Regions from separate parts of the Mus musculus genome. Here all the other regions are linked to region 6. The links are chromatin contacts, called in public HiCAR-type, HiChIP or PLAC-seq and promoter capture Hi-C maps. All regions are on one chromosome and are shown on one strand. The core of a region is the stretch at or near the end of the contact, and the rest is flanking DNA. Distances in the headings are between cores, read along the strand shown.

Evidence for each region. Promoter capture Hi-C pulls out the DNA fragments that hold promoters and counts their contacts. HiCAR-type assays count read pairs that join an accessible place to other places. HiChIP or PLAC-seq counts read pairs in DNA pulled down with a chosen protein or histone mark.
Region 1: a promoter capture Hi-C map of stem cell-derived epiblast-like cells shows a contact between it and region 6, with 4 times the contacts expected there. The contact joins the promoter of Bloc1s6 here to the promoter of Fbn1 in region 6. A contact is called at or near these places in 3 of 39 promoter capture datasets (hippocampal neurons, liver and stem cell-derived epiblast-like cells) and 1 of 115 datasets of contacts at active chromatin or transcription factors (astrocytes).
Region 2: a contact with region 6 is called in an H3K4me3 HiChIP or PLAC-seq map of embryonic forebrain, with 15 times the contacts expected there. The contact joins the promoter of Spata5l1 here to the promoter of Fbn1 in region 6. A contact is called at or near these places in 3 of 39 promoter capture datasets (hippocampal neurons and liver) and 2 of 115 datasets of contacts at active chromatin or transcription factors (astrocytes and embryonic forebrain).
Region 3: a promoter capture Hi-C map of liver shows a contact between it and region 6, with 2.9 times the contacts expected there. The contact joins the enhancer-like site here to the promoter of Fbn1 in region 6. A contact is called at or near these places in 8 of 39 promoter capture datasets (the 3T3-L1 cell line, 3T3-L1-derived adipocytes, the HPC-7 cell line and 4 more).
Region 4: a promoter capture Hi-C map of liver shows a contact between it and region 6, with 4 times the contacts expected there. The contact joins the promoter of Gatm here to the promoter of Fbn1 in region 6. A contact is called at or near these places in 8 of 39 promoter capture datasets (the HPC-7 cell line, cranial neural crest, embryonic stem cells and 4 more) and 1 of 115 datasets of contacts at active chromatin or transcription factors (stem cell-derived neural progenitor cells).
Region 5: a contact with region 6 is called in a HiCAR-type map of astrocytes, with 9 times the contacts expected there. The contact joins the promoter of Sqor here to the promoter of Fbn1 in region 6. A contact is called at or near these places in 6 of 39 promoter capture datasets (the 3T3-L1 cell line, embryonic stem cells, hippocampal neurons and 2 more) and 2 of 115 datasets of contacts at active chromatin or transcription factors (astrocytes and embryonic forebrain).

Annotation. Positions count from the first base shown.
Region 1 is chr2:122,736,665-122,739,860 of GRCm38.p6, forward strand. It overlaps Bloc1s6 (biogenesis of lysosomal organelles complex-1, subunit 6, pallidin), which reads left to right and starts at 1,841. Exons shown (of 5, transcript NM_019788.3): 1 at 1,841-2,040. The coding sequence starts at 1,959. It overlaps Bloc1s6os (biogenesis of lysosomal organelles complex-1, subunit 6, pallidin, opposite strand), which reads right to left and starts at 1,698. Exons shown (of 2, transcript NR_156706.1): 1 at 1,418-1,698.
Region 2 is chr2:122,629,026-122,632,615 of GRCm38.p6, forward strand. Spata5l1 (spermatogenesis associated 5-like 1) reads left to right here and starts at 1,600. Exons shown (of 3, transcript NM_001033256.4): 1 at 1,600-2,734; 2 at 3,494-3,590. The coding sequence starts at 1,661.
Region 3 is chr2:122,787,154-122,790,744 of GRCm38.p6, forward strand. Sqor (sulfide quinone oxidoreductase) reads left to right here. Exons shown (of 10, transcript NM_001162503.1): 3 at 305-475. Among named protein-coding and RNA genes, the nearest start is that of Sqor, 24 kb to the left of the region's middle. Within about 2 kb of position 1,953, at least 27 of the 459 cell types and tissues checked have an H3K27ac peak or open chromatin away from gene starts, as enhancers often do. A contact at or near this core is called in liver, where this site is marked.
Region 4 is chr2:122,610,019-122,613,299 of GRCm38.p6, forward strand. Gatm (glycine amidinotransferase (L-arginine:glycine amidinotransferase)) reads right to left here and starts at 1,259. Exons shown (of 9, transcript NM_025961.5): 1 at 1,130-1,259. The coding sequence starts at 1,198.
Region 5 is chr2:122,763,775-122,767,242 of GRCm38.p6, forward strand. Sqor (sulfide quinone oxidoreductase) reads left to right here and starts at 1,585. Exons shown (of 10, transcript NM_001162503.1): 1 at 1,585-1,665.
Region 6 is chr2:125,504,914-125,508,044 of GRCm38.p6, forward strand. It overlaps Fbn1 (fibrillin 1), which reads right to left and starts at 1,525. Exons shown (of 66, transcript NM_007993.2): 1 at 1,426-1,525; 2 at 527-876. The coding sequence starts at 690.

The DNA of each region.
Region 1 (3,196 bases), core at 591-3,090, 2.8 Mb before region 6:
AGTTAAAATGTTAAAAATAATAAAATTCCTAACAAGAATTCTCCTTATAGCAAAACAAATCATAAAGACAAGGTAGGACATAACAGTTTATTTCATCCATTAAATTTAAATAACCAGTATTTAAAATTTAATGAAATGTACTTAGTACTGGCCAAGAGATAGAAGGAGCCAATGAAAACTCATAGGATATGGCTCTATTCCAAAGGGCACCACAACACCATTAGTACATGAAACTTATAACCAAGCAAGGGTGCCAGGTGTTTCATCATGTTTACCATGTTGTATAACTCAGACTTTGGAATATACAGTTTGGAATTAGGGCTAGGGCATCAATAGTTCACCAATTAGCAAATTTATCGAGAATTATTTTGGTACTCTATGCATAAGAGTTTCTATTTGTCATTTTTAATTCAAAAGAAGAAAACATAAAATAATGAATGCAAGGAGGAGCTCAGTGCTAAATGGCAGGAGGATGTTTGTTGTTGTGAAATGTCTTCACTGTGACTGCTGAATGAAAGGGAGGAAATAATGAGATAATGAATGGTGTCCACAGTAAAGGTGTGTTTGAGTGTGCTGGCTCGTGTCTGCTGGAGGACCAAGAATTCAAGGCCATCCCTAATTACATATTGAGTCTAAGGCCAGATTAGGCTACAGGACACCTCACCTTGTGAAACAAAACAATAAAAAAGATATTATCCTAGAGCACTTAAAAGATGAATAGGCCTTTGAAAAAGATACTCTAGTTTGAAACAGGAACAAGCACAATGGACAGCGTACAATGCCCAGATTGCACAAGATGTTTGAAGAGTAATAAATTGTTTTCCTATTTGTATGACAACACTAATTATTACACATTCTATAGTTCAGCAACCTCACAGGGTTGAGTTCCATTACAAAAGCTTTAGGGGAGGAATTGGTTACCAATTTTTCTGGAGGTCACCCACCATCCAGAATAATGACTCCCTTCCTCTGTCTTCAAACCCATCAGTGTTTGTTTAATCATCCTTTGTAATCAAATCTTTTTTCAGACAGCCCCACCCCATCAGTTTTACAGACTGTTACCTTGGGTCCTTGGAGTACCCTTCCTATTTTAAGGTTATGTTAACTAGTAGCTTTTATTCGTTGCCATGCCCTCTAATATATTTAGAAGTCTCAAGGATTAGTCTGTGGACATTCTACCGTGGAGAGTTGAGAAGTTACCCTTGAAAAGTGGCTAAAGTGAAACTGAACATAAGATGGTGACAATAGGGAGCCAGTGCATTCCAGGGGCATGGCATTATTTGTTTATTTATATTAGTTTTTTTTTTTTTTTTTGAGATAGCTTTGGCTACAATATGGAAAACTGAACAGGTAACCTGAGGAGCAACTAGAGATGCTACTAGAGGTCAGAGTTTACAAAAGGGTCGAGAATCCTTACATTTGCTGTGGAGCTGAGTCTGTCCAAGTCTACATACTTTCCTTTAGAACTCATGATATCATCTTACAGGAGCCCAGCATGTGCTTTTGGTAATTTGACTTAATTTGTCCAAATGATGCTCCAAGAAAGCCTTTACGTCATTTCCAAGCACTGGAAGAGATCCTCAGCAACGCTCAAGCTCAGAGTTCGTATTGACTCACTTAGCGGCCCGAGTTATAAACTGGACACAACACTGGGGACATTCACACGGTTATGGCGACATCCGGTCCTCTAACCTCTCTTCCGGGTTCCGCCGGCCACCCTCTGTGAAACCGAACCCGCACGCGCACGGCTGCGCCTAGGGCGCTGACACGGGGGGGGCGGGGGGGGGCGGGCGTTCCGGACTTGCAGTAACGTTCTGCGTCGGAAAGCGAGGTTTTCCGCTTTCGTCACTTCCGTGTGCCTCGGCGGCTTTCGTCCGGATGGACTCTGGAACGCGTTAGGTTTCTTTGCCTGTGACTTCTCCACAGCACTCGCCTCACGCAGCGCCCAGTGCGGGGATATGAGTGTTCCTGAGCCACCGCCTCCAGACGGGGTCCTTACGGGGCCTTCCGACAGCCTGGAGGCCGGCGAGCCCACGCCGGGTACGGCTGTTTTGCGGGGCGACTGCCCACAGGGGCCGGGTTCGAGTGGGTGGGACTCCAGCGCAGGCGACCCTCCTGCCTAGAGCATCCTGGCCAGGCAACCCTGGTCCCGCGAGGAAACGCACTGTTGGGTGCGGTTTGTGTTAAAGGTTTGCGTTTGTGTTGCTTTTCAACTGTTTGTCACAGGGTTAGTGGTTGGCGATCAGTCTGCCAGAGAGAAGGTAGATTTTTAGGAAACTGTACAATAGTGTCTACTCATGAAATACTCTGACCTCCTAGGTGACATTACTTCATCCGAGACTCCAGCAGCCGTCCGCACATTTCCAGAAGAAATTTAAGCATTGATGCCCGAAGGCGTCCGTTGGACGAAGCAGTTAATTTGCTATATAGGCAGATGGGCACTGTTTATACCATCGTTTTTGTGAGATTGAAAACACCACTCAAATCATTTTCTGTGAGCATTGGTTCATATGAGAGAAGCTAGATGGAGCTTCTAAAAATAATCTCTGCGTTTCAGAAATAGGAAGCTACAAATAACCCAGCATTTCCTGGCAGTGCTTTTCTTTAATGACATATCCCTTTCATGACTTGTTCAGTCACATTAGTAATACTCTGTAGTACCTACTTGGAACCTGGGCCTCTCTCTTTCTCCCTTCCCCTCCCTTCTCCCCCTCTTTCTCTCTTTCTGCACATAACGAATGGGTGGTATGCATATAAATAAAAGCAGATGTCAGAGAGTAGGGCAGAGATAGGGATAGGTGCTAGCTGCAGGTTCAACTCAGGACTTATTTCATGTTAAACAAGTGCTCTACTACAGAGCTAGATCCCTAGCCTCAGCTGTCTGATCTTCTTGATAATGGTGTGAGCTTACTCTCCCATGAAACTGAATTTGCACTCTTGGATTCAGTTCCCTCTGTTTCATGTAGAGGATTCCGCAGGGCATTAGCATCTATCTCCCCTCAGCAGTGTAAAGCTACCACCGCTAGTCTCTCATTCTCACAGCATGGTGTGTCCATTGTTGTAACTTTACTGCCCCAACACAAGCTCCAGGCATGAATCCTTAGAATCCTAAAATGGCTTCTTGCCACTTACTGAATTTTCCATAGAATTGGCACTCAGGGACCCTCACAGGCTGACTCACGGCATATATTAATAG
Region 2 (3,590 bases), core at 350-2,849, 2.9 Mb before region 6:
CTATTGCTTATTATAACCTGAATAGCGTGTGGTACTTTGTTAGAATAGCTTGACAATATTATAAGAATACATACTAAAAAAAAAAAAAAAAAAAATACATACTGTGTGAACCCTGAGGAAAATCTAGCGGAAGCTTCGGTTGCAAATGTCCGGTCCGCCAAGGGCCCTCGGCCTTCATTTGTTGGTTCTGGACTCCCTCTAGTGGTGCACACGTTTGTTGCTTTAAATAGTGCTCATAAAATTGCCAAATTTGGAGTCCTGTAACCAACAAAAGGACCACAGAACTGTTATTATGTTTTTCTTTTCAAGGTTTTCTTTTTCTTTCTTTCTTTCTTTCTTTCTTTCTTTCTTTCTTTCTTTCTTTCTTTCTTTCTTTCTTTCTTTCTTTCTTTCTTTCTTTCTTTCTTTCTTTCTTTCTCTCTCTCTCTCTCTCTCTCTCTCTCTCTCTCTCTCTCTCTTTCTTTCTTTCTTTCTTTCTTTCTTTCGATACCTTTCTCCATTCTGTAGTTTAGGCTTGCCTAGACCTCACTAAGTAGCCCAGGTAGAACTATAAATTGTTCTAATCCTTATTTAGTCTCCCAAATGTTGTGATATAGGTATGAACCATCACAGCAAGCTTAGAATGGTTTCCTGCAAGATTGTAAGTATGATGAATTCAGATGTATGGATGACTGAAACAATACAATGAAAATGGTCTGACTCAGAGGAGCAGGATGGGTTAAGGCTGCCTGGGAAAGATAATCTATAGTTTTACTGAGAATGTGTGAATGAGTTGAGGGCCCAGAAACACAATCCCTTCCTGATATTTGTGACACAAGGAGGGGAGTGGCTGTTTTAGTGGGGATGCTGTATATTTCTTGGCCAAGGTCAGAGAACTTTATAGTTTGGCCCTGAACGGGATCAGCCTCTTTATGCAACACGAAAAAACATGTACTGTCCTCCACACCATATCCCCACTAACTTAGCCTCTACCCCTGTTTTAAATCAGTGCTGAAATCTGAAAGGTTAAGTTCACTCTAATTGCCTCAGTGGGCATCAGTTATGACTCTCAGCTGTACCTTTCATGCGACCATGGTCAAAATATGCAGAGAAAAACCTCTTAAGATCACCCTATTAAACTTCCGTTTCCTGGTCAGTTCTTTACCACAGCTATCCACACGCACGCTAGCTTTCACACACATCCCTTTACATATTGAAGATGGTTATTATGTCTTATTATTAATGTCTTCTTTCCCATTTCTAGACGCTCCAAGTCTTTGGAACGAGGATAAAAGATCTTTCATAAGATGCGAGTATCATGATTAATTTGGCGGGTATTTTATTTACACCTTGTTTATATCTGTAAGCACGTTACACCTTGTCAGCAGTTTGGGTTTTCTTTTTTTCCTTAAGAAATCTTTTTACTTCACAAAATGAAAACTCTTATGGCCTAATGGAGCAGCCGTATGTCTGTCAGATGCCAGCGGAGACCTTTTCATTGAGGCTCTTGGACCGACTACCGGGCGTCTGATGTTTATGGAGAGCCAGGCTTTTCTCACTTTCCCAGAAGTCCTTTCGACCGTCAATCAGAGGCTTGTTCCTTCTTGGCGCATGCGCGCCGCCTGCATCCGGCAGCCGGGTGGATTGCTGCCGGGCTTTCCCCGGCGTGGTTCCCCGAGTCATGGCTCCGGACTCGGGGCCCTTCCCCGACGGACAACTTTTGAAGCTGCTGCCGGTGGATCCCCGGGACCGGGACACCCAGCGCTGCCGCCTGGGGCCGGCCGCCTTCCGCAGCTTGGGTGCGCGCCTGGGCTCGCCGCTGAGGATCTCGTTGCCCGCCGGCGGCTGCTGCCTCTGCACGGCCTGGCCGCGGCGCGACAGGGTGGATGGCTTTGTGCAGCTGGACCCGCAGTGCGCTAGCCCCGGGGCCCGGGTGGCCACGGGGAGGATAGGTATGGACTGCTTGCAACCCGTGCCCTGTCCGCCCCTGCGGCGCCTAGAGGTGTGGCCGGTGCTGCGGCCCCAGGCGGGAGCCCCGAGTTCCGCCGCGGTGCTGGAGGTAGTGCACGAGCTGCTGCGCAACCGGCCTGTGTCTCGGGGACACGTGGTGACCACCCCGCCGGGTGTCCCCGGCCCTGTCGCAGCTCTGCACGTGATGGGCGGGACACCGGACCCAGAGCCCGGCGGGTGGGTCACACCGCATACCCGCATCACGCTCAGTGACAAGCCTCCGCCACAGGTCGAGCCTCCCGGGGAGGTGACCCTTGGGGGTCTGTCGGAGACCGCCGACTCCCTACGGGAGCTGCTCCGCCTGCCGCTGCGCTACCCGCTCGCCCTAGCCGCGCTGGGGCTGGCTGTGCCCCGCGGGGTGCTCCTGGCGGGCCCCCCGGGAGTGGGCAAGACCCAGTTAGTGCGGGCCGTGGCGCGCGAGACTGGCGCCGAGCTGCTGGCGGTGAGCGCCCCGGCGTTGCAGGGCTCCCGGCCCGGGGAGACCGAGGAGAACGTGCGGCGCATCTTCCAACGAGCCCAGGAGCTGGCCAGCCGCGGACCCAGCCTCCTCTTCCTGGACGAAGTGGATGCCCTGTGTCCCCGGAGAGGCGGCCCGCACCGAGCTCCCGAGAGCCGAGTGGTGGCCCAGGTGTTGACGCTGCTGGACGGCATCCACAGGGACAGGGAGTTTGTGGTTGTGGGAGCCACCAACCGGCCAGACGAGTTAGACCCAGCGCTTCGCAGGCCGGGCAGGTTTGACAGAGAGGTAAAGTTCCTGAAAGCTCGCCTTTTTGGAATGTTGGGTCAGGCAGGAGTTGTAGATCACTTGTCACATGCAAGCTAGAACCTGGGTTCAAATCGTTCTGGGAAGCAGGATGGTCATTTGCTTTGTTGAAGTAACTAATCCTGATGCATGCATATTAAACTGAAATAGCCTTTGGAATGAGAACTTAGTCACAGTAAGAGAAGGCAGGGAAGGTGAATAAAAACAGGCATAAGCCCTTAAATGTATTCAAATGTCAGGATACCAGCTTCCTGTTCTACGTTGTCAGGGCTGGCTTTTTTAGCGTCTTTGGTACTCAAGTGATTTTTTTTTAATTTCTAAGCAATTATTAGTAATTAAATAATAATTAAAATTTGTGGTAGGATTCTCTTAAGACTTTGGAGGACCTGAATGGATTTCTTCCTTGAACCATCTATTAAAGGGCCCTGCTTCCAAAGAACAAGGACCTAGATTATCTAGTCTGCTATTTGATCCCAGATTGTCAGAACTTGGTGTGTTCTTAAAAAACAACGAAGACTTCTTCAGTGAAATACAGAGTTTTCATTGTGGAGATTCTAGCCACTGTTGTTCCACTGGACAGTTATCATTTTCTTGTATTCATAATCCAAGGTGTGCTTAGAAGTTCATGATACAAGTTCCACAAGGGTTTGCTGAATGACTGTACATACTGGTGAGGGTGCTTTTAAAGGAAGATTTTAAGTTGTCTACTTCTAATTTCTCTATTTTTTGCTTTGCCTGTAGGTTGTCATTGGAACTCCCACCCTTAAACAAAGAGAAGCAATTCTGCAAGTGATTACTTCAAAGATGCCCATCTCCAGTCATATTGATTTAGGTCTCC
Region 3 (3,591 bases), core at 703-3,202, 2.7 Mb before region 6:
ACAATACATAATAAACATCAAGTCAGCTTTTAGCAATAAATAATTGTGGCAAATTCAGTAGTCATTAAAGACAGCTCATCATTTTGTTTTGTTGGTCTTGGAATTATTCTTGGTTGGTAACAATCTTCCAGAGTTATGGTAGTAGAAGACAGAAGAGTTGGGGATTAACCCTCTGCTGACTTCCCTATGCAGTGCTCTAAGGGTCAGGAAGGAATGATTGTGAATCTAGCTGAAATAACTTCAACTAAAATGCTTTGGATATGGCTCATATGGAAACAAGATCCCTTACTATTTTGTTTCTCAGAGGCACTTCTACCAGCCAATCTGGACACTAGTGGGCGCGGGTGCCAAAGAGTTGTCCTTGTCAGTCCGTTCCACACTGAGTGTGATTCCATCCGGAGTGCAGTGGATTCAAGATAGAGTGGCGGAACTTAACCCAGACGAGAACTGTATCCGCACAGACAGTGGCAAGGAGGTAACCATTGGGGCTGCTGGGCTTTCTTGTTATCTGGGGGCGGCATCGCCATTTCCAAGCTGCACACCCTCAGAATGGAAGCTGGCACAGATGCCCATGTTTGTGTTTACAGCTGTGTGTTAAAAGCTGCATGACACGGCAGTGTATAGTATATGGAATAGGTGGAAGGATTAAGTGGTTTTGAACATTCACTGTGTGATACGGTGGACCTCATTGATTAGTACAGCATCTCCAGACTGAATTTTTGTTGAACAAATGTTATTTCTATGTATTGAAATAGCAGCTGCGTTTTCCCTTTCCTTTGAAGTAAGCTAGCATTTCTAACTGATATCTGGCTTTCCATAGGAGGCGAGTTTTGGGAAATATCTACTCAAGTCACAGTCCAGGCAACCTTCCAGACAATTAGGAGAGTCATGTGACTAAGGTTTGTCCCAGCACTAAGGGAACCAATGCTGCCAGAGGAGAGGTTCAGAAGTGCTTAGCACTAGTTAGAGGTAACCTTCTACATGAGACCCACAAGGTTTTTGACGGATCCACTGAAGTACAATGGTGAGACCACAGGCTCAGTATCAAGCTGCAATTTCATGTTTTCTATCTGCTGCTGAGCCCAGAACTGCAGCTGCCAATCAGTTCGTCAGGGAACTCACCCTTGCCACAGGCCCCTCCTCAGTGAGCTTGTTGTACAAAAGCCAGACCTTCCCTTACATCACAGGTCACCCCCAGAGGATGAAGGTTCCATTTTCTTCTTGCAGTCCTAGAACTAGCAAGGACCTCAGCAATGCTTGCTGGATGAGTGAATCTACAAACACTTTTAGCTGCTTGTGGAAAAATAGAGTTTTATGCAAGTAGACAGATAATAAAATCAGTCCTGATCTGTACTCTGTGCCATCCAGACAGTCGATACCTTGAATGTCTTGGTTCTGTAGGGAAGCCAACCATTAGAGGGCCTGGGATCTGTGGTGATGTCCTAAAGGGGAAACACAGGCATTCTGTAAAGGAATGATACTTTGCTCCACACATACTGTCTTAGTCAGGGTTTCTATTCCTGCACAAACATCATGACCAAGAAGCAGTTGGGGAGGAAAGGGTTTATTTGGCTTACACTTCCCTACTGCTGTTCATCACCAAAGGAAGTCAGGATTGGAACTCAAGCAGGTCAGGGATCAGGAGCTGATGCAGAGGTCATGGAGGGATGTTCTTTACTGGCTTGCCTCACCTGGCTTGCTCAGCCTGCTCTCTTATAGAACCCAAGACTGCCGGCCCAGAGATGGTCCCACTCACAAGGGGCCTTTCCCCCTTGATCACTAATTGAGAAAATGCCTTACAGCTGGATCTCATGGAGGCATTTCCTCAACTGAAGCTCCTTTCTCTGTGATAACTCCAGCTGTGTCAAGTTGACACAAAACTAGCCAGTACACATACCTTGGTGGTTTTATCAAAGTGTAATATCGATTATTTGTAAGGACTGGGCACCGACAAGCTTATGGGAGGGAGGTTAATGAAAGAATGAAGCCCTGCTAGAAAGAACACAACAACAACATCAACAAAGCAAAGCAAAACAAAACAACCCCTGGCCTGATCCCCCCAAAACCCCAAAAGGTTCAAGCCTTTTGAACAAAGTTCTAAGTCTGCTGACCCAAACCCGAAGGAATAGCAAAGCTTGTAGACTTGCCTTTTGAGCAATTCCAGAGAACGACAGAGACCTTGCCAGAAGGCTTAATATGGACAAAGATTCCCATTTCGTAAACGAGGTCGGGGTGGGGACAGGGAGAGAGATCCTGATGCTAAGAGCCTAGTAAATCAGCAGCCAAACCCTTGCAACACTCCAGGCTCACCAACTAAATAACTGTCACATAGCAATTTAGAAAGAGAAGCGTGCCAACAAAAGGTTCAAAGATGACAAACCCACCCTCAGCCAGCTACTAAGCTGTGCTGGCTCATACTGAACACGCAGGCCACATTTCCCCTTTTAATGTTCTTTAGAAAACAGTAACAACACTTCCTGAGCTTGCACCTGCAAAAGACAGCTCTAAGTGCTTTACAGGTTTCCGCTCATTGAGTGCTCAAAGCAGCTCACCAAGGCAGGTACCGTTCCCATTTCACAAATGAAGAAACCGAGACGTGCCTTCCTTACAAGTATTTACTACCCACCTTCTATGTCCTAGATGCTAGTCTGAAGACTGAACTTAACAACGAGAGAGTTTATCTCCTCCAGGAACGCAGTCTGATGGGAAAGATAAGGGTTTTAGGTAATAACACCAGAAATTATTAAGTCACAGCATGACAAGAACCAGTCAGGCTTGTTAGGTCGAGGAAGGTTTGCCTAAAGGAGTTCTTTCTTAGTTAAAGAATTAGTAGGCATTAATTAGGGTTAGAGGTAGGAGCTACATGCAAATGCCTTGGGGGCAGTGAGGGAGTATTGGAGGAAATGAGCCAGTGTGGCTAGAATACGGGGGTAGGAAGGAAAACACTGGAGTTCAGAGAAGAAATAAGGCTTGTGGTCTAGAACACAGACTCCCAAGGCAAGGGCGTCAGAGAGACAGTCTAGGTCATAGCAGTGCCCACAAGTCCACTTTTATTCTGGTGTCTGTGACAGGAGACACGATACTAAGAATAGAAGGATTTGGTAAATTGAATCCTGTTTGCTAAAGAACACTGATTAATTTATGCAGTCTGAAGAAGGCTCTCGAGGGACCTGCTACAAAATTAAAACTTGAACTTAAAGGCTCCCATCTGTGGTGAAAATTGCTAAGTGGGTGACAAGAATCATAATTCCAAAAGACTCAGAGTGGGAGGATGGATTAAAACCCACCAGATATCTCCGGAGAGATGTTATGTACCGATTTCTGATGCCATCAGCCTGGGCAGTGCTATGCTCAGTGAGGTCCTAGAAGAACCCTACCAGATTCCCCAACTTCTTCCTTAACTTCACAACAACGCTCTAAAGTTTCCCCAAGTTTCTGAGCCTTAGAACTCACAAATGATACATGGTCAGACATCTACTGGGGCTCTCATTCTTCAGAGATGAAATGAATTTATAATCCTCAAGACAATGAACCCCATTACAAAGACACTGAGGAATCCCCAGATCTCCAAGAGATCCACTCAGCGAGGCA
Region 4 (3,281 bases), core at 9-2,508, 2.9 Mb before region 6:
AAAAAACCCACATAACTTTTTGTTGATGATAGACTGATTTTGTTTTTGTCATATGCTGTAATCTTTTAGAACTCCCAGAAAGATCTGGTTCCCAGCAACATGTTTCCCATATCTATCTCAAAGTTTTTGCAAACTAATTTTCAGAAACTTTCTTAGAAGATAGGCCATCCTCTTCCTCAAGGAAGTGCCCAGTAAGTACCGGCAATGTCCAACTGAAGGAGGAAGTCTTGCTTTTTCAGTTTGGAAGGTTACCAAAACGGAGTTCTTTTTACTGTAAATAACATGGGATCTGAAAAGACCTTATCTTTCAGAATAAGCAACCCCAACCTTTTTTTTAATCACTTTTTTTTTTCATTTCAAGTCAGAGATGACTGTCATGTGTACCATAAGGATTAACCCAGGCAGGCACAGAATGTAAACTTAAAAAGAGATCTAAGCATATTAAAAACCTTCTTTCTTTCTTCCTTCCTTCCTTCCTTCCTTCCTTCCTTCCTTCCTTCCTTCCTTCCTTCCTTCCTTCCTTTCTTTCTTTCTTTCTTTCTTTCTTTCTTTCTTTCTTTCTTTCTTTCTTTCTTTCTTTCTTTCTTTCTCTCTTTCTTTCTTTCTTCTTTTTAAGACAGGCCTGTATAACCTAGCGCAGGAAGATTCCCTTACCCACTCCCCCTGGCAAACCTCATCCCGCCCCCAAACTCTATCAGGCTGTTAAAAGTCCTCTAAGAAGGGAGCTAGAGGGACTCTTGGGTGGAGACCCAAAGCAAGAGAGCAAATGACAGCTGTTCAAGAACCAGCTGCTGGCAGAACTCATCTGCCAGAGCTATTCCTGTCAAGGAGCAAGGGAGGGTCTGCAGGCATGGGCTCGGATATCCCAAGGAAGCAGAGGGCCTGGCAGAGCAGCAGGTGGGGGACAGGATGGACTCATTCCAACTTCCCCGGTAAAGCCCAGGGATCCCAGAGTTTCAGCTGGAGCCGGCCTGTAGGCTCCGTCCATGCCCTCACATGCATCTTCCCAGAAAACGCCCTCACGGGCTACGGAACACAGACCACGCCACCCTGTTACCGGGGTGTCCAGTCTCCCTCTGGGTCCCCATCCTGCATCCCGCAGAGGTCCCGAGGCAGCGTAGGGACTCACCCGAGAGCCGATGTAGTGCACCGCCTCGGCACCTCGGCTGCCTCCGCGCAGACACCGCACCCGTAGCATCGCCCCGTCTCTGCTGCTCCGCGTGCACAAGGTCCTAGTCGCCAAGCTCGCGCCAGCTCCCAGCCTGCGGCCGCGCGCGCTGCTTTTGTAGCCGCGCCCAGGGCCTGGCCCATTGGCTGCCAGGAACAGGTGGCCTCGGCGTCCGTGGGTCACGTCCCGGGGCTGGCCCTTTTTTTTTTTTTTTTTTAGCTCGTGCCTCCCGTACTGGCTCAGGTCAGCGGCGGCGAAGACCCATGAAGAGGCTACCCAATGCCTAGCAGGGATGATGGTTCCTTAGTCTCTCTTGTTGGAAGTCCATTTTTCAACCTGAATGTGTAAACCCCAAGGCCAGTCTTAGTCCATGGGCCACTGAGTGGAACGGCCCCGAGTTAGCTTCCAAGTTTGTCGACCTGAGCCTATGTGGTGGTGGTCTTTAGAACACTGGTGGTCTTTGGCTAGGTGCTCCTGCTTTGAGAAACTCAGTTATGAAAACAGGCAGATAATAATAAGTCAAAAGTAATAAGGAGTGGGGGAGCTACAGTTAGCTTCTGCTTCTGAGGCACATCTTAAAAGGTTTCTTTCAATATGACTTGGGTGCTTGATTACAAAGTAGTTCCCTTAACTGGATTTGTAGAACTAAAACTAGAGAACTCAAATAGACACATCACTTCCTAGCAGAAGGGGCAGATTTGAGTACTTCTTGCCTGGCTGTGTCGTCCAGTCTGGCTTCCGGCCCTCCATTCTCCTGGATCCCGCGATTATAGGCTTGTATGATGAGCACCCCCCACCCCCCTGCCGGCTTCTCTGTGTTGTGTTTTCTAGAAACTGAGAACGGTGACATTGATAGTCCCTGGTCCACGAGCTAACCAGAGACCAAAATAAACGGTGCCGGTAAAGTCTAGGCAACTCTTAAGAGTCGTATGATTACGAGGTAATACTCAACAAAGAGGTCTCAAGGTCCTGATATGGTGAAGGGAGCCAGTGAGTCTAGGTTCCTATCTTAGCTCTGTTCTTAAAATGCTGTGTGGCTTGGAAGCACAACCCTGGACCTTTCTATCAAAGGCTCGCTCCTTCTGCTAGTGAGGGCTTCGGGGAATCTGAAGAATTTCTCAAAACTTAAAACTTTTACCCAATAGATGAACTCAATCAACTCTGGGGACTATGTCTTTGGGTGTACTTAGGGTGACCAGAGATGTACCCTTCTCAGTGAAGGGATTTAAAAAGATGGTTAAGGTTCAGGATATAGCTTAGTAGAAGAGTGCTCTCACTCACCTTGTATTTAAAAGCAGCCAAACAACCGAACCAACCAAACCAGCCAAAACAAACCTCACCACAAACCTTGTAAGAGCCAGCATAGTGGTTCAGTCAACTTTGTAAGTTCCAGGAGGGCTTGGTCTGTCTGATACTTTGTTTCAAACAATGGCTGGTAAGTACACATAAGAAGACTTTCACTTTGCTTGGTTTCCAGTTTTGTCAGAGATCTATAAACACCTCATGACCCTCATTGAAGACATTATTTTTATTTTGAAAGTGCAAGATCTAAAAGTATCTGACAAAAATTAGGGGGCAATTTAGCTTTAGACAATGGGAAATGCTTACAGCCAGACTGACACCCTCATCTCTTGTAATCCAGGAGAGGAGCAGAGGAGAGAGCAAGCCCCACACACCAGCCCTACTGTTATCGAAGCAAATTAAACCACCCCCCCTAGACTTTGTTTTTTTCTATTTAGAGGATTGAAAAGAATAAAATCAGGGAAAAATTTAACACTCAAGTTCAAATAAGGTAACTCAAGTATATTTTCACAGCTAGAATGTAGTGAGAAAAGCTACACTAGTATTTGACTCCTAGTAGCATTCTGCTAGACTCAGATGAGTGATTTGCTCAACCATCATCAGAGAAGCTTCTTCTGTTGTAGACGGGAACAAATACAGAAACCTAGAGCCAGCCGCTTAGCAGAAAATGAGAAACCTCAGAACACTCCATCCTAGATGGGATGGACTGTGGGGATGGGGGAGGGACAACTGAGACCCTAGATGGGATAAGAAATCCATCAAATCCCTGTCTTCAGGGCTCGGGGAACTCTGCAGAAGACAAGGGGGAAAG
Region 5 (3,468 bases), core at 335-2,834, 2.7 Mb before region 6:
GGTCCAGACAGTAGCAGCCACAGGGCTCACTTGACATTCAGCGGACAAGATGGAGAATAACCATCTGAGGAAAGAATGACTGGGCTGGCGAGATGGGTCAGCAGGTAAAGATGCCTGCCTGGTTCTAAGCCCGATGGTCTGGGATCCATCTGTTGGAGGACAGAATTGACTTTGGGAAGTTGACCTCTAACTTCCACCTGTGCCTCATGACACACATGTACACGTGCACACATGCACACTAAATAAGTAAATAAAATATTATAGAAAGAAAAAGGGGAATGCCAATGGAGTAACTTCTCAGTCTTAATGTCTGATGGGCAAGACACTGATGGAAAGAAGGGACTTCAGTGGGGTAATAGAACGATACATAGATGCCCCAGCGTGTGGGAACTATTCAGGACACGGCTTCCAACTCGATTCTCCAGCCATAGACCTCCAAACACCCTGCAAACAGACTGCCCTTGATTCATTCACAGGAACCAGGACTTCTTAATGAGGATGGAGAGGAAGGAGAGATGAAGAATAGTACGAATTGCTTTGGAAATATGTGTGTAGAGTTTTGCTTTTGTCAAAACTTTGGGCTACAATTGTTGGCACTTAGAGGGTGGAAATCAGGGTTATGTTCAGTACTATACAACAATTAACTGTCCTGAGGCCTGAACATTTTTTTCTGGTGCCCCGCCCCTTGCCTCAACTCTCAAGTATGTGAAACATTTTATTGATAAAATAAATTCAGTTTTAGTTTAGAGTATGGCAGACATTAAGGATTATTTTTACATAGTCTTAATACGCTGTTTCCAGCAATAGCTTTATCAGTAAATACAGATCACATTTGGTTTTGTTTCCAAGTTCTTTACCAGACTTACCTGTTGCTGCACAAAGTCACGGAAAATTACTAGGGAGGCAGTGTTGCAGGTGCAGGTGCCAGCAAGTGCCACCAGGCTTACCATCAAACCCGTAGTCCCTGTTTGCGACCAAGCAATTTTTCTATAGATCCTTCAGAGTGAAGACAGTTTGAAAGAAGTGACTCAAAAACTATTAAAATGCATATAATCAAACAAGTGCGAAAGAAACTTAGTTATGCTTAAAAAAAAAGTTGGTGGCATTTGCGTGTTCTTTGAGGTTTTTTTTTTTTTTTTTTTTTTTTAAGTTGAGGCCTTAGCAACTTTTAGGAACTGTATTTGTTTTAACACATGAAGCCGCGGTCTCTGGCTTGTGCCTTCAAACAGTCAGTCCTTAGAAGGGGCAGAACAGTGACTTGTCAGGCACCAAAAGAACAACTCCTAGGAGCCAGCAGGTTCCAGGGGAAGGTGCCGCGCGGTTCTGAGTAGAGGTGGCCTTGTCTGCACCCCAGGCGTAAGAAAAGCGTCTAGGCTGCGTGGGGACAGTCGCAGGACATGGGGAGCAAGGATCACCCATACCACCCATGCCTCCGGTGTCCGTGCCTGCTCCAAGGTGCGCATTCCCCTCCGGGTTTGTTGTTGGGTAGCGCCCTGGCGGCCTTTCCTCCTCCGGAGGTTGGGGGTGTGGGGGTGGTGGCTGTCCCCGCCCCTGGCCTTTGCCTCCCCGCCCCGGCGGCCAGGCGGGGCTATGCGAGGCCAGCGCTCCAGCGCCACAGTAGTTTCTGCTGCGCCAGCGCTGGGGCCCACGGTGTCGCTCAGCCCGGTAAGACGCACCCCACGACGCTGTTACCCTCCTATAGCCGCTCGCTGTCGCCCACCTCGGTTCTGTCTCCGCGCTCCCGGCCGCCCTTCTTCTTTTCCAACCCCTGACAGACTCCCCTTTGGTCTGGGACTCGGTGGACTTCAATGCTTTCTCCTTAGTGGCCCAGCCTCAGCGATGCAGAGAGGATGGCCCTGGCACCCTCTCCACCCACACAGCTTGGACGTGTGGTCTCGGTGCGTGGGAATTTCAGAAACGTTAGTTCCACTTGTTGTCTGTCACTCAGCACCTTGCCCTGCCTGCCGGGTGGGTTGAGACTGGCATTGATCTGGGGAGGTACCCAGGGCGCTGGGGGTGGGAGGTGGTCAGCGGAGAAGCACAGGCCAGGCTGATTGGCAATTAGTACAAGGGAGAAAAGGCTCTTTGGTGAAACTTTTCACCTTACTTTTACTTACTTCTCCGAGAGCCACCCCAGCTTCTAGGGCTCACAGACTGAAGCTGAGTCAGAGAGTTTGCACAGGCTGTAAACCTCTCCTCTGTAAACACAGCTTTCTGATCCTTTTTTTTTTTTTTTAAAACCTGCAGCTACCTCTGACAGTTCTGAGTTTGGGGGAAAACTAAGGACTCTTTCTTAGAAGATTTCCCTTTTTGCTTTAAACTTTATTATTTTATTTCATGTGTATAGTTAGTTCGTTTGCATGTATGCCTAATGCCCTGGAACTGGGGTTATAAGCTTTCATCTGGGTGCTGGGAACTGAACTCAATTCCTCTGGAAGTAAGCCCTCCGTAAGAGCTCTTAACCACTGAGCCATCTATCTCTCAAGAGACTTTTAAAAACATAAAATTTAAGGCAGGCTATGATGAAAGAAAACAGCCACTAAAGTATTTAAAAGAATGCCATATAAATTTAAAAAGCAAATAACTATTATAATTTTGAATAGCTCAGAATATAGAATTCAAGATATAGGCACTACCTGTAAACACATTTCTAAAACATCATAAATACTGCTAATATTGCTGTGGCCAGCTGCCTACACAGTCCTTGAAGAGAATGTTAAATTTCAAGTAGACATCAGTGGAAGGTGAAGATTTTTTTTTTCTTTCATTCAGATGAATGGACCTCAATTTAGATAGATACCCTGTTAGCAGAAAGGGTGTTGATTACTTGTTAGGCAACTTAGCTTCTTGGGTTTAACACTTTCTTGAACTACCACTATGTCCTCTATCCCCAGCTTCTTTGGGCATCTGCTTTTCCTAAGGAAGAGAATGAGAAAAGCCCGGCACTCCTCCCCCAAGCCTAATGCCTTCTCACAGGTGAAAAGCATCCCTACTGAACTTGATGCAGAGGGATGCGGTAGGTAAAACGCCCCCCCCCCCCAACCTTGTCTGATACTGGCCTTTACATCCCTAAATCTGGTACATAAAAGGTCTGCTGGATGACATGGAGGTGGTTGCTTGTGAAGGCATCTAGGAGACAGCTGGAAGCTTGGGAAATGGCTGTTTAAAACTAATTGCTTCTTTTGAATCCATCAGAGCAAATCCATAAATCCAACTTGGGGATGTGAATACTGGGGAGGGCCCTTGGGTCTGTTGTGGGTCTGGTGCCTCGCCATAGAAGACAAACTGTCTTGATAGGAAAGTAGGATTCCAGAGGTTTCTTTTGCCCATGCGTAGGCTTGTTAATAAGATGTGTTGTAATGTAGGAAATGTCTTGTAAAGAATGGAGACAGAACCCATGAGGAAGCATTCCTAGATGCACATCTCCCTCCCTCTCTCTCTCTTTTTCTCTCCCCCTCTCTCTCTCCT
Region 6 (3,131 bases), core at 275-2,774:
ACCCTCTGCCTTACAAACTTCCAGGGTAGGTGTCTGAACGCGAGTGTACAGCTCTGGTTTTCATGAGAATGACTTAAAGGAAGGACCATCTCCTGACCACGCATCTCATCTCAGTCTCTGGATTCTTCCCTTTCAGCGATGCCTCCCAAATAGCTGATGCCCACACGGGAAAAGCACTTCTCCCTGCAACTGGAATTGGTAAGCAGCAGAAGCAGTGGGCTTCTCCCTTTCTCTGGGTTTCAGCTCCTCCCCTTCTTCCACAAGGAACCATTCTCGCCTCCCCAAATCTGCTTCAACAATGGCCCAGGATTCCCTCCAGCCAGGACTTCTCCTCTGGGCCAGGAACAAGGCGAGTTATCTGAACAAGAGTTGATGACCGAGTAACTTTGGCACTTCCAGGCTGTCTCCCGGGGATCTCACCCAGGGTCCTCTACGGGCCAGAACCTGCCCTGTCAGTTGCTGTGGATCTTAAAGTCCCAAGAAGGGCGAGGGGAGGCACACCGAAGCAGCTGGGAGCTTCCCTTACCCTTTCAGCGCATCGTGTCCTCCGCCGCCTCTTCTCTTGGCCCGATTGGCTCTGGTCTCCTTCAGGCTCCCAGCCTCCAAATTGGCGTCCGCCCCATGGCTCGTGTAGGACTCGAGGAGCAGGGCGAACGCCAGCGCGACCTCCAGCAGCCCTCCTCGCCGCATGGTGCCGCCGGCCGCCACTCGCTCCGCCGCCGCCGCCGCCGCCGCCGCCGCGCCTTCCAGCGGCCCGAGTCTCCGGGGTCCCGCTGTCTCACTGTCCGGCTGTCCTGATGCAGAGAGGTCCCCGGCCTGGGTCCTACAGCTTTCTTCTCCAGGGACTGCTCCCACTTCGGGTAGTCCCTGCCTGTCCTGCAACACAGACAAGTCCCCAAGGCGGGGAGGTGAGACACTCAGGGCTCCGGGATGCTGAAAGCTCGCAGTCCCCGGTGCCGAGCCCAGACCGCGCGCCGCCTGCGCGTGGCGCAGTTACTCGGAGGAACGAGGACCACTCGATCCCAACTAGCTGCAGAGCCAGAACCCGGCGACTGGCATCCGCGGACCCTGTGGCCTCGCGGCGCCAAGTACCGTGTCCCTAGGGAGCCCAGGCGTCCCGCGAGCGGACTGCCTACACGGTCTTAATGGCACTGATTGCGCGCGGTGACGGCTGACGCCCCAGCTCTCCAAAAAGGGTCCTCTCCGCCCACATACCGGGTCATGGCCAACCCCGCCAGTCCCCTGCATCCGACGTGGAGCAGGGCACTGCAGTCCCGGATCTTGCAGCTGTCAGGCAGAGAGGGCCAGCTGCAGATGCTCGAGACATCCCCTCACCCTGCCCGGCCTCCTGCCCTGGATGCCGCGCAAACGGCCCTCCAGCCACCCGCCTGCCGCCCGACCCTGGCGGGACCCCATGAGACCCACTGGACTAGCGGCTCGGACTCTCAGGCGGCGGTGGCTGCTCTGCTCCGCAGCTGTCCCAGCTGTGGCCGCCTGTGGCACCCACAGTCTCTGCCCCAACTCTGCGGCCCCCTCCTTTCCCACCTCTTCAAGTATCGTCCGCGCAGCGGTTTCTCGCGAGAGAAATACTTTTTTAAAAAAAAGAAAGAAAGAAAAAGAAAATGACACCCTCCCCACCTCCCCCCATCACCACCCCACCCCCGGCCCCATCTATCCTCCCTTTCCACTCCCCTCTGCCAGCCACCGCCCGGACCCGGGCCTCCCTCATTCGCAGGATCAGTGCCCTGGGAGGAGGCGGAGGTGATCCAGTCCTGCCTGGCCTGGGATATTCCGTCCCAGGGTGGGGAAGAGAGGGAATGGGAAGAGGTGGAGTAGCGGTTTAGACCGATCTGCCTGCGGCTGAGAGGTCCAGACCCGAGATTCCCGCGATCAGAAGCACGGAGAGCTGGGCCACCTGCGCGGAGAACGCATGCTGGACACCTTGGCCAACGAGGCCCAGGAGGCCCTGGCTGGAAAGGGGCTCTGTGGCAGTGGCCCTCGCTTCTCAGCCCAGTCTTCTGCTGTCTGGCTGGGAGGAGAAATTGTAGGCTCCGAGGCTCAGGCAGGGCTTGTGGTGAGGCCACCACCACTGAGCCAGCCAACAGGTTAGCGGCGGCGAAAGGGGCATGCCAGTGTCAGGAGCCCGCTGGAGGAGCAATTCTCCCGAGGCTCAGGTCAAGCTACTCACCTAGGCTAAATGAAGAGGCTGCGAAAGTCTCAGTCTGTGATGTGGGGGCCTGTGATTTGGGTTTCAGACAATCCTCCCGCCCAACTCTCAGTTAGGAATGGGGTTTCCTAAAATAACCCTATTTTCACATGTGTACACACTATACAGAGAGCACATACACACACATGCATGGGATTGGGGTGGGGTGGGGGTGTCTGAAATCCACATCGGGCTCGACCGCAGGGACCAGGGACTCCAGTCACCAACTGTCACTTTCCACACAGTTACCCTAAGAATGCACGCATCTTGTTGACCCGGATTTTTCTTGTTTTCAACATCTTGTGCCCGGATATGAGATTATAGAGATCGAGGCATGTTATCAACTCCATCTTCTTTTCAAAATGGACCACGCCTCATGATAATGGACTCACTGCACTGCTTCGATACCTGAATAGGAAGACTTAAACACTGATTTAAATTCATAATTATTTAAATATATTATCTAGTTTAATTGAGGTCTTACTTTCAAAAAAAAATCCTCTTAACAGATCCATGAACTGGAGATTCCGTCCTACATCTTCAGGTGAGAAAAGAGGTATTCATTCGAGGGCCAGGAGATGGCTCTGAGCAAATAAAGCACCAAGCCTGGTAACGTGCGTTCTAGCACCAGGAACTACCTGGCAGAAGGAAGGAAAGACTCCTGAATGTGTCCTCTGACCAACGTACTCGGCATACGCATGCGCACAAGTGAGCACATATACTCCAAATGTCGTCAAATAAAGAACCATTCATTGAAGAAGTAGCTATTGAACACTTGTGCCACCTGGCCCACGGATGAATCAGAATCACTTGCAAGTAAGCCAGGAGTTTCAGTCCCTTTGCACAGCAGGTGATCGACAGGGAAGGCAAGCTTGAAACAAATAGTAGCTCATATGTTACATGCCAACAAACACGGGGCACTGCT